2 separate regions of the Gossypium hirsutum genome follow, and region 2 is linked to region 1. The links are chromatin contacts, called in public Hi-C maps. All regions are on one chromosome and are shown on one strand. The core of a region is the stretch at or near the end of the contact, and the rest is flanking DNA. Distances in the headings are between cores, read along the strand shown. Region 1 has its middle 54 kb from the start of LOC121226073. Region 2 has its middle 10 kb from the start of LOC121225066.

Region 1 (6,351 bases), core at 2,375-4,874:
ATTAATGAGATAGTTAGAAAAAATATATTAAAAACTTTTTCTTTCTTTTCTTTTTTCTTGCTTCATTTGGTTGTCTTTTAGGTCGGTCAATTTTAATTTAATTTTATTATGCATTTAAAAAAACATTAACCAATTTTGATTTAAGTTGATCATGCATTTATATTTTTATAACTATGGCTATTTTTAATCTATTTAAAATTAAACTTGTCTTTCAAATTCAGCTTTAAAAAAATTAACCAATTTTGATTTGGGTTTAGGGGTGAGCAAAACTCGATTCGACTCGAAAAAATCGAAAAAAAATTCGAATTTCGAGTTAAACAAATCGAGTTATTCAAATCAACTCGAATTTTTTTTCAAATTTCTAGTTCGAATCGAGTTGAGTTTTCGAATTCGAATAACTCGAATAATTTGAATATCAAACTATAATATTTTACATTTTTACCCCAAACTCCCAAACCTTTTTACTTTTCTCTCAAAACTTTTACGCCTTCCCACTTTTCCCCAAAAACTTTTACTCCCCTCCCCTCCCCTCCCAAGCCCCCAATCTACCCAAAATCCATTTCCCACCAAAATTTTACTCTCCTATTTACTTTTTCTCAAAATTTTACTCCCAAAAACCCTCAAAATTTTTTATTTTGCCCCAAAATTTTTACTCCCTCCCACTTTTCCCCTAAAACTTTTATTCCCTTCCCATCCCACCTCCCATCTACCCCCCAAAACCTCCCCCCTCCAATTTTTTTAATATTTTCCCTCCAAAATTTTACTCCCCTATTTACTTTCCCTCAACCTTTTATTCCCCAAAACTTTTACTCCTCACCTTTTACTCTCAAATAAAAAATCAAAATTATCCAAAAAAAATCACTAAACATAAATAGTAATAATTTTATTTATATCTACTATTTATATTATTAAATTAAATTAAATTTCACATTTTATATTATTTATATTATTGAATTATTTAGTCATATTGAATATTTATATTAAAATTGAATTATTAATTATGCCATAAAATATTCGTGTTAAAATTCTATATTGGTATCAATTTCACATTTTATTTTAAAAATAAATTTTATTAAAAAATCATATTTTTACATTTAATATATTTTTTAATTCCAAAATACATAGTGACAAGAATCTGAAGATAATTGAAACAACTAAGCAAGCAAAGAAACTAACCAGTATATAAAAAATTAATAAATAAATTATGAGGTGATGAAAGTTAATAAAAAATTTGATTAAAGTGGACAAATTTTACTACGATGGGTGACAGTGGTTACAAGGACCCAAAATTATTTTTTAAAATTTAACTCGAACAGATATATTCGATTTGATTCGATTCGAATTCCATCTCACTCGACTCGATTCGAGAAAATTTCAAATCAAATTAGGATGATAAAATATGATTCGTCAACTCGATTAACTCAAAATTTTTTTATTCGATTCAATTCGATTCGATCGAACGCTCACCCCTATTTGGGTTTATCATGCATTTATATTTTTATAACTATGGCTATTTTTAATCTATTTTGTGTAAATTATATGTGAATTTTCAATTAATATTTTCCTAATTTAAATTTTATCATGTATGGGCACTATCCAAATTTATTCTGATCTAGGAATAAATAATTTTAGTTTCAGTCTTATTATACTTTGTATTAATTTTATTATGATTATAATTATTGGGATATGTATTTATGGGTATAATTGTGGTTCCACTCTTATAATTTTTTTAAGAAAATATAAATTATGAATTTATAGTTTGTGTGAGATTTCTTTACTTCCCACTTTAATATTGGTTCAAAATTCTCATTCTCTCGAGTTTTAAGTAGAGGTGATCATGGGTTGAGCTACTTGGCCCGGTCCGGTCCAACGCTCCACCCAAAAAATGGGAGGGTTCGGGTAAAAATATAGGTCCGAAATATGGGTTTGGACAAAAAAATAAGGCCCGTTTAGAAAACGGGTCGGGCCTCGAGTAAAACTTTTTTGTCCGGCCCGGTCCAAATTATATATTAAATATATATGCTTTTTATTTTTAATGAAATATATATTAAATATATATATTTAAAATGGGCCGGGCCGGGCTCGGGCTTAGCAATTTTCTTTCGGACTGGGATTGGACAAATTTTTAGGCTCATATTTCGGGCCGAGCAGGGCCTAGACTTAAAAAACGGAGCTAAAATTTTGTTTGGGCCTGGCCCAGCCCATAATCACCACTAGCTGAAAACATCATAGTTCAATTTCCTTTTCCTTTTCTAATGGGGTAGGCACACTGTCAACATGAAATTTTTTTTTATTTGTAATACGAGATATGATTTTTTTTCTTACACTTGTTTGGGGATATGAACGTCTCAAATGCTAGAAACTCCATAGTGATCTAATTGGACGAAAAAAATGATTTATTGGGTTTTTTTTTTCTTATATGGGAAAAAATGACATTATGAGCTATTTATTGCTTAAATTAGTACACTAACTTTTTCTCATGTTAATACATGTGTGTTAAATAAGTTTTTTCTAATAACCAGATAAAATTTAAGGTATTCATGTTGCAATCTATTGGCAGAATATTTATCTACCCATAAATAAACTAATTTGTAAACATCATTGTAAAAAATGTATATATGCATTTAATTAAAAAAGAAAAACAAGTAATGCCTAATTTGTATTAAACATTGTAATAGTGTGTGTTTTTTCTTCATTATGACCAGACATAGAGTGAAAAATATTAATAAAATAATTAAGATAAATATATTCATTTAATTGATTGAAAAAAGTAGAGAAAATTAAGTTAATGATACATGCTGAATAATTAAAAGTCTTATCAACTGTAGATTTTATAACTATATTGAAAATATTTGAAGGCATAAAATATAATTTTGCATTTATTTTCAAGTAAAAAGAAATAAAAGTAATCCATAAATTTTAAAACACCAAATATAATTTTTGGCTTTTTTAATACCGAATCTGTGGAGCATTCAAATTGCCATATCCCAAATATTTAATACCGAAATAAAAATTAAAAGTTATTTGGCACTCTAGCTTTAGAAAAAAAATTATTTTAGTACTTCATTTAATTTTTCGTATTTTTTTATCCCTTGAACTAGTGTTATTTGTCAAATCATCCTAAAATAAATTGAAAAATTAATTTTTGTTAATTTTGTTAATGTGGTATACACATGGATGCCACATCAGTAATTAATTAATTTTTTAAATTTAAAAATAAATTATAATTAAAAATCATTAAAAATCATTAAAATTATTAAAAATTATAAAAATACCAAAAAGTATTTTTAATATTTTAAAAAATAATTAATTGTTTATGTGGCATACATGTGGATGCAACTTTTCCATTTATTTTGTGATAATTTAACAAACAATGCAAGTTAAAGGGCTAAAAAAGAGAAAAAATAAAATGGACTAAAATAAAATTTTGTAAAGTTAAAGGGCCAAATAATTCAATATGCCAATTAAAAGGGGGATGGAATTAAATTCACTTTGACTTCAACGCTTATAGTAATAGAACTGTTAACCATATCTGTGAGAAAATCCAGAAAAGCATGCTGATTTCTGAGCAGACTTTCACAGCCTCCATAACCCCAAGTGGAGGGCACCACCTTCTTCCTGACTTTATCCTAGACTGACCACACTTCCCCTAATTAATGATACCATTTCTATGTCAACATTTACACATTTGTGGGCCATTTTCAAACAATGAATTGTTGCCTTTGTTTTCCAAATTAATAATTACTCAACAATTCTGTCCGTGATGGGGCATAGTACGGTTTCCCCGACTCAATTAACTATATTTTTCCAATCAATGAACTGTCAAGGCTTGCCCTACAACTTTGTCCTATAATTTATTCCTTTGCATTGGATTTTTTTCTTTCGTGGTCGGTGGGGTGATTGGGAGTTGTTAACCACATTTTCACTACCGCGTTAGAAAAACAAATTGAAGATGAGATTTGCATTATATGAGAAGGTTGAAAACATGTACCTGAGTGAGTTGGTGAAATTTTATGTTTAGTGCTGATTCCTTTTGCACTCTCCATCCAACAAGTCACCGTCTATGAGGCAAGAGACTGTGTCTGCTCAAATTATGGATACGACATTCAGATTGCAAGCCCCTTGATGTTCTAGGCCAAGCATCACTTCCGCATTGCGCACATTCCAAAGTTGCCGTAGATCAAGAAGCTCGTAAAAGCTTCATGATCCATGATGCACAAAGTTCACTCCATCCAGTCAATGCACTTGGAAACATTAGACAATAACAAATCATTATTAATACCTCCAAGTTGCAAAGTCTCTCGAGGGCAATCCCTAAGTGCATTCACCATAATCTCACTAGGAGCACCACACCGCTGACACCTATGGTCATTAGACATTGGAGTAGAGGTGATCCCTACCGTTGTTGGAATGAACTCGTGTCTAAGCCTCCTCTCAAAGAGTTTGATTATTTTGACAGATTCTTCGATTTACTAATAGATTTTTGCAATAATCCATATGATACAAATTTATCAGACCGTAATAAAAATCAACTATAACCTATCTTAATAAAGTATGTACTAGTCCTTTGAGTAATTATAATATTTATCATAATTTAATCTTAATTATTTCATAATACTAACTAATTTATATATTCTATGCATTCTATATATCAAAATTTAATTATTTAATAAATTATTTTAATATTTTATTATTATTTAAGTTTATATGTTTCATAATAATATTAATGAAATTAAATATAATTTAAATGTATAATTTTTTACTTTACAACATCATGTCTATAATAGACATTTTATTTTCTCAAAATATATTATTTAATAGCAATGGTAAACATTATCAAACTTTTCCAAAATAACTTTGTGAAACATATTATTTTCTCAAAAGATTAGACGAGACAAAGCATTCAAAGCCGACAATATATTAGTCCAAACGACTAAAGGCTTCTCCACTCTCTTAGGTTAGAATACAAGGTATGCTTATTATGAAGTAGTAGTGTCCACATTTGTTTTTCTAAGAGAGTAAGGTCAAAGAGCCATACATCTCGAAAGCTAAGGCTCTCATACCTTTCGGCATTCTAACTGTGTCTTGAGCTAACATTCTCCACTCACGGTCTTCGTTTTTCTCTACCCACCAAAATCTACAAATAACAATTACTGCATTAGTAACCGAATTAGGGAGTAAGAACACACTTCTTTACATAAGTGGGTTATGCCTACAAGATCGATTTGACAAAAACTTCCTTGTTGCAATATATTAAGAACCATTTAAACCAACTTTGAATTCTTGGATGTGGCTTGCAAACACCTACTTGAACGCATTAGTTTTATTACTCACCATAGGAGGAAGGGCAAGACAATTATCAGAAACATGGCAATCTACTTAGCGGAAAAAATGGTAATGATTATTCACTGTGTGGGTGGCCATTATGGACGTCTATACCAACAGAGCCAAACGTCAGGCAAGAGGTTCTGATATCATATAAAAAAGTATTAAATAACTCATGAATCTAGCAAATATAAAGAATGAGTGAAAATGAAACCCAAAGACAAGAAAAAGGAAAATACAGTGAAAAGTTGTAAAAGAGAAGCTTAAGTTGATTACTTGGAGAAAAAAAAATGAAAGTGTGAGAAGTTAAACCTTTTAGATCACATGAAAAATTGAATTAGATATGATGGAAATTGCAAGTGCTGAGCCGTCAACTGAAGAACTTCACAATTTTGGAGCCAATTTCAACTGCTTTCACTAATAAGCATAACAACTAGCTAGCAATTGTAAAACTAGAGGTTTGAAAAGAGACATCTATTTCTATTTTGCATCCGTATCTAATATCTCAAGTTTTGTTTCACTCAAAATTTTAATGTGTTTTAATGCATTAATTCAATATCGATGCATATATTTTGATACTGTCAGCATAAGATTTTGATATTTTAAATAAGTTTTATTTTTTTAGTGCATCTAAAAATAAAATATAACCATTAAACTAAATTATTCTATTATGTTTTTAAAAATGTATAATATCAAAACATATTTGTAATTAAAGTATTTAAAAGAAATAATATGCTCCAACCTGACAGCCCGTAAAAACCCGAAAAGTAATTGCGTCATTGTCATTTGATATATTTGTTTTCAGATTCAAAACAATTTTACTAGAAGAATGAAGTTTTATTCAAATTCACAAATTTTGTAAATGTTTAGGATTAGAGTTTTTTAATTTTTTTAGAAGTAAAATTAAATTGCAATTCCGTAAATAATAAGTGTCAAATTTGTTAAATTTTTAGATTTAGAATCAAATTAATAAAATGCACATGACTAAACTTGTTTCCAAATCAATTTATCCTTAAATATTTAATG
Region 2 (6,351 bases), core at 2,848-5,347, 210 kb after region 1:
GCTTCTTGTAACCTAATCTGCCACACAATTACATTTCCCAAACGAGTGACTAAAATGGACTAAGGAGCAATAAGAAATAATAGACAAATTGTCATCCGCAGCAACTTTAATCCCCTAGGGGGATTTGTAAGGGTCTGTGAGGGTATTAATTACAACATTATTATCTGACTCAAATATCACAATTCTCCAGCAGCAACTCATTGTCAAATTGGCAGTAACCCTTAAAGCTACATAAACCTGCACGGATGGTGAAATTTATTAAATTCTAATTATAAAAGTTGTCAATTTTTAAGTTTAAGAAATCAGCAGACTTACGATGACTTTTTGGTTGAAATCATGACATTTTTGGGTTAAGATATCTTCATGGCGTTTGAAGATCTATCTCTTAGCTTCGAAACGCATTTTGAATTATTTGATTTTAATTTCGAGAGCTCAAGTTATGACTATTTTAATGAAGACTACACGAGCAGAATTTCTGAACGGGATTATGACGGGAATTACGAATTTCGAGCTTTTAATTTGAGTTTAAATCATATTGGGTTTGGGTTTTAGGCCTAATTTTTATTATATATGAGCCCAATATTGTATTTATCAACTCTTACTATTTTATTATTATTTTATTCTAAATTTTTATAATTATTAAGTATTTTAAGTTATTTAGGAGTTGTATGTTAACAAGAAAGTTTAGTTTAAAACTACTTCTTGTTTAGATTAAATCAAAGTTCTAGTATACTTAAGAGTCTTATTTAGATTTATTTAGCTAGCCTATATATAGGTTTGTGCATTGTACACAATTCATTCAATTTCATTATTATTCAACTTCTCTTTTGAGTTTATAAATTCTCTTTAAATTTTTTTTTAAGAATTTCTCTTGAGTTTCTTTTAGAATAGTTTTAACAATCTTTTCTGATTATATCTTCAAACTTTTTCTGGCCAAGTTTTCTTTCTTGGAGGAGAAATTAGAGCCACTTGAAGGGGTTGTGGATTCTTCGTATTTCCAATGCCTCTTAGGACTTTTACATACCTAGTTCTATATTTCCATCTATCTTCTTTATTTTCTTCCTTATTTACTAATCGTAGACTTATTATTCTATTTTAATTCTTAGTTATTTATTTTAATTGTTTTATCTAACTTGGATTTGACTGTGTTTCAGATTGTGTCAAAAATCCAAGTTTCTTTCCGAACGTCTAGAGCCCTAAGTCAAATTCGTGACTTTAACAAACTTTACGATCCACTTCCGCATTCATCCGTCTCATTCTTTATCACTATGGCTTCAAGTGCTTGGTACCTTCTATAATCTTTCCGGTGTAGTATACCTACAATTTTTTTCATTAGTTTTAGTAGCAGCATCACCATTAATTTTGATTGTTTCCATCCGTTAGTTCAATGTAACTATCAACAACAGTCAACAACAGTTGACAAAAATGACAAATGAGAAATAGATTGCATGTGTAAGAGATAACTTAGGATTAATTATATTTTTTGAGATTATTATTTAATTATATCTAAAAATTAAATTAAATAATCATTGTTGTTTAATTCTATTCGAATAATTACATATGTTTACATATAAAATTTAGTACAGTAAAATCGTCATGATTTTAACGAAATTAAAATTGAATTGTGTAAATTAATCAATTATTTTTTTAAAAATATTTTATTATTAGATTAATTAAATATATTAACTTGATTTTTTATTTAAATCAAGAGTGATAAACTCATATAATTAAACATACTCAACTAGCCCATTATATAGCTTGTGTGTTATGGCACTTATTTGACTTGGATGTTAACTTTAACATAAGAAATTCCTAATGGAATTTAAACTCCTCTTATTTAATTAATAAATGTGCTTTGAATAAAAATTAAGTTCTTCCAAATATCCTTTTATGTCGTCTTGTACTAAGAAAAATTATATTGAATTTACTTTTTAGTTTGGATTTTAGATTTGTAATTGTCTATCAATTATAATTTAGTGAAAATTTTATATAGTTAAAATTTTCTTATACTTGATTAAATTTTTTTTTAATTTAGATCTAGATTTGTAAGAGTTATAATTGCAATAATCTATCAATTATAATTTAAGTCCAGAAGATGAATTTTTTATTTGAAATACATAGAGGATTCCGACTTCCATTCACTAGGAAGTCTTAGTTTTTATTATTTATTCGATTCTTTGAGTAGAGCCCACACTTTAAGCTATTGAAAATTCAAGAATTAGAAAAAAATTATTTAATTAAGGGCTTAAAGATTTTGAACTTCAATTCGAGTTTTTCTGAAAAGTTATACACATTTCCAAAACCCATATGTAGCTATCTTCGGAACACAAATTAACACTTATTTAATCAAATTTATTATTTTAAATATCACGGATAAATCTATAGTACAAAAAAAATTCAAATTCCAGCCAACTTTCATATGTTTTTCTAAATAATTTTCCAAACATTCCTCCCCTCCAAAATTTGTTTAGCTCTGAATTAACTCCTTGGCAGAAAGCTGGGATTCCAAAACATTGTATAGCAAATATGGGAATAACGGATGCAATTGACTTCGTAAGGATCTCCCTCCCTGTTTGAGAAACTAGTCTTCCTTTCCAATTTTGATTTTTAGAACGTAGTTTATCCATGATAAACCCCAATGTTTAGGATTTTTCCTCCTTGGGAGCCCCAAACAAATCAAGTTGGCTTTATGATTGGAATTCTCATTCTTCCTTGGATTCCGTTTTTCACAATAGAAGAGGTATTTTATGAAAATAAAATAGATGTTTCTGATCGATCAAGGATTGACTCGTAACATCTTAAAACGGGTTAAGAACAGTAAAAATAACTTCACAACTTCGATTTGTCACACTTGTGAAAAATAGATAATCGTCTGCAAACAAAAAGTGTACGTGATAGTGTACAACATCTTTGATTGATTTTAAATGCTTTAAGATCACCTTGTAGTTCGGCTTTTTCCAAAAGCTTTGAAAACATGTTTACCTCCAGGAGAAAGAGGTAGGGGAGAGTGGTCTCCTTGCAATAATCCCCTTATTAAAATAAACTAACCTTTACTAGCCTCTATAAATAGAAGCATGGATTTAACTATTGAAACACATTCGCGAATCCTATTGACCATCGTTTACAAAAACCCATTCTCTCCACTAGTCTCTTGAAGAAGGACCAATTCACTTTTTCACAAGTCTTGACAAGATCTAACTTGGTAGCCGTATATCCTTCCTGCTCCCACTTTCATTTTTACAAAAGGCATGGAAGGCCTCAAGGGCCAATAAGATATTATCTTGTATCGCTCTATCAGCAAAGAAAGTAGATTGTGTACATTATATAACTTTCAAAATGAGAAATTTCATCCTTGAAGCCATGATTCAAGCTATAATTGTAAAGATAGATTGCAACAACTGATTGGGCGAAAATTAGCAAGTGCTTCAGAATTTTTTTTTCAAGTTTGGAGTAAGGATTGTGTTATTCTTGTTAATATCATCCGGTTAAAATTGAAGAAATATTTAATCAACTTAAATGTTTTCTATTTTTTTTGGTATAAATACAATTGTCTTCATCCATTTCAAGTAAAGCCTTCACGACAATGTCAATTTCAAAATTCAAACTTGATTCAAATACTGAAAAAAAAACTCTTTTAGTATCTTTATTTGAAATAAAAAAAAATTATAATTTGCATGCCCTATTTAAAAATATTCTAATTTAACTTTAGATTGTATTATTTACGAATATGAATGTGATTTTACTTATAATTATATTTATAAACTCTTTAAAGAAAATTCATGACAAAATTATTGATCTTTCGTTGCTCTTACTAAATCTTTTTTAATAGATTAGTTGTAATTTTCTAAGGCATGAGATTTGTTATATAAATTTTGATTTTTGTTGGCTATTCATCTTAGATAATTCTTTCTATAAATCAGTATAACAAAATTGATTTCAACTTGTAACCGTAAAACTTGCAATTTTCTGGAGGTGCTGTTTCTCAGGTCAGCTGCACGACAGCTTCATTAGACCTTGGCTCTCTCTCCCCTCCTCCTCTGCCACGGTGGTGATTGTTTTTCTTTGTGAACTAAACCTTGGGCTTTGGCCCATATCCTTTAAACTTACTCTGTGATAGATGCGGTTCAATGTATTTATTTGGGCTTTGGCCCATATCCTTTGTACTAACTCTATGGTGGATGGAGTTCAGTTGACCAAACAAATTAACTTGTAATCGCAAAACCATTCATTCGACATTTACTTCATCATAGTGTTTACCATGTATCTTGATGTATTTTCAATGTTGGAAAGTAATTTATTTCCGTGTGAGTCTTTTCATTCTTACAGAATTTTCATACATTTCAAATTTATTTTATTCAATTATTTAAAATTTGTACTTCCCTATTTATTTAAATTAAACTATTAAAATCATTTACTTCAAATAAATAATTATTACATATTTAATTTATCATCATATGTAATATCTCACACTCGACTTAGACGTTATGGTCGAATATTGAAAAATTACGCAAACTCGTTTTAAAACTCCATATTTTAAACTAGAAAATTGTGTGTTTCGAAAATATTAATTTTGACAAATCTTTTACAGTTTTTCAGAAAAATACGCGTTGAACTTATTTATTTAACAACAAAAAACACTTATTTGGTTACTTAGTTTTGCAATGGAAATTCTAAAGTTCTTAATTTGTAAAATATGATTTCAAAATGAGAAAACATATAATTTACAAATTATCAAAAACAAAATCCAGCAGAAAATCCAAAAACAAAAAATAAAGTCCAAAATATTTATACAGTCCAAAAAGTCTAGAATTAAGTTTAAAATTATAAATAGACTTTTTATTTAGCTAAAATCCAATCCAGACTCCCACACACCGCCTGATCCTAAGTTTGTTGATTACTTGAGAAGATAAATTATTGGGTGAGCTAATAAAGCTTAATGTGTAACTTAGCCCTCATGCACATAACAGATATTAGACAATCATACAGATTCAATAAATAAATAGACAAGGATAACAAAACATTTTTGTGCAATGCAACATATTAAATAGATCAGACACAAATGGTATTGGATCGATGGTACGTCCCGTGGCACAACGGAAAAAATATTCTAGCAATCATCAACGACAGATCCATGTACAAGGATCAAGTCTAGTTGAAAAAGGGTTGAAGATATACCTTAGAAAACTGAAGAATGGCGAATAACGTTGTTGGTTGAATTCCTTTGGGTGATGCCAATCCTAGTCGCAACAAAAAAAATTGTCTTGGCCTCTACGTAGTCCACCCAGTTAAACAAGAAATAGTTAAAACTATTTGAACCCTTTCAAAGTGAATCCAAAATCCAGCTACTAGACCCTTTGAATTTTTCTTACTTATTCACTCCCACATGATCAGGGATTATCTTCCTTTTATTAATATCATATATTAAAACAGAATAATTTCCTTTTACTTTACAGAGAAAATCATGGAAGATATTGAAATTATATTATTTCCAAAAGAATACTAACTTTCATAAATATTAACTCTATAAAAAAGTTGTGAATCGTATCCACCAGGTTATACTATCCGTCAGGCAATATTGTTCGTCGGGCGATATTATCTGCCAAGTGATTCTTATCCGCCAATGATAAGAATCCACCATAGTTGTATATAAGAGGGTATATGCCCATTCTATTGCTGTGAAGTTTGTTCACTTTAACCATTGGGTGTGAACCTATAAGTTCTTGTAACGTTTGTAGTAATACTAGAACATTTCTAATCTTACAAGCAATGAGTGACATCTAGCAATGCATCAGTACTACCCAAGTTACAATAAGTCGTGATTCGACATAACATTTCTGTGATAAACTTTTCATGTATCATATCCTTTTATCATTTATATCTACATTGGACACAAGTCATGGTATAGTCACAATTGTATAGTCCAATATCATATTTCTTAATATTCTGAGTAGACTAATAAACATAAGTGTGATATTTCATATTAACATATTTGAGCATGGCCATGCATTTCTAATCTCACTCCATCAAGTGGCCCAAGATATTTCTCCCATTATGTAGGAGGGATAAATCTTATCTTGATCAATCATATCCCACTACATTGATTGTGGTATATCCAACATCAGTCTTTATAGTTCAACCTGTTACGGTAGATGTTTGACTATATTAAAATATACAACTCGCGATGTTGGGACAATGATGATCTCAAGTCTGAGGATCATATACATAGTTATCACTATGAGTAATGTTTGTAACTATTACATAATAATCCAAAAAACATACTCATGGTGGGTCAGTCCAATATATTGTTCTCTAAGACATACTCATGTATTCATTTTTTACATCCCTATGTCA

Evidence for each region. Hi-C and Micro-C count contacts between places; a contact is called where the count stands out from the background.
Region 2: a Hi-C map of leaf shows a contact between it and region 1, with 2.5 times the contacts expected there. The contact joins two enhancer-like sites. A contact is called at or near these places in 10 of 34 Hi-C or Micro-C datasets (anther, callus, fibers and 3 more).

The regions. Positions count from the first base shown.
Region 1 is chrD13:43,884,242-43,890,592 of Gossypium_hirsutum_v2.1, forward strand. No RefSeq gene overlaps it. Among protein-coding and RNA genes, the nearest start is that of LOC121226073, 54 kb to the left of the region's middle. Within about 2 kb of position 3,625, at least 3 of the 9 cell types and tissues checked have an H3K27ac peak or open chromatin away from gene starts, as enhancers often do. A contact at or near this core is called in leaf, where this site is marked.
Region 2 is chrD13:44,090,439-44,096,789 of Gossypium_hirsutum_v2.1, forward strand. No RefSeq gene overlaps it. Among protein-coding and RNA genes, the nearest start is that of LOC121225066, 10 kb to the left of the region's middle. Within about 2 kb of position 4,098, at least 5 of the 9 cell types and tissues checked have an H3K27ac peak or open chromatin away from gene starts, as enhancers often do. A contact at or near this core is called in leaf, where this site is marked.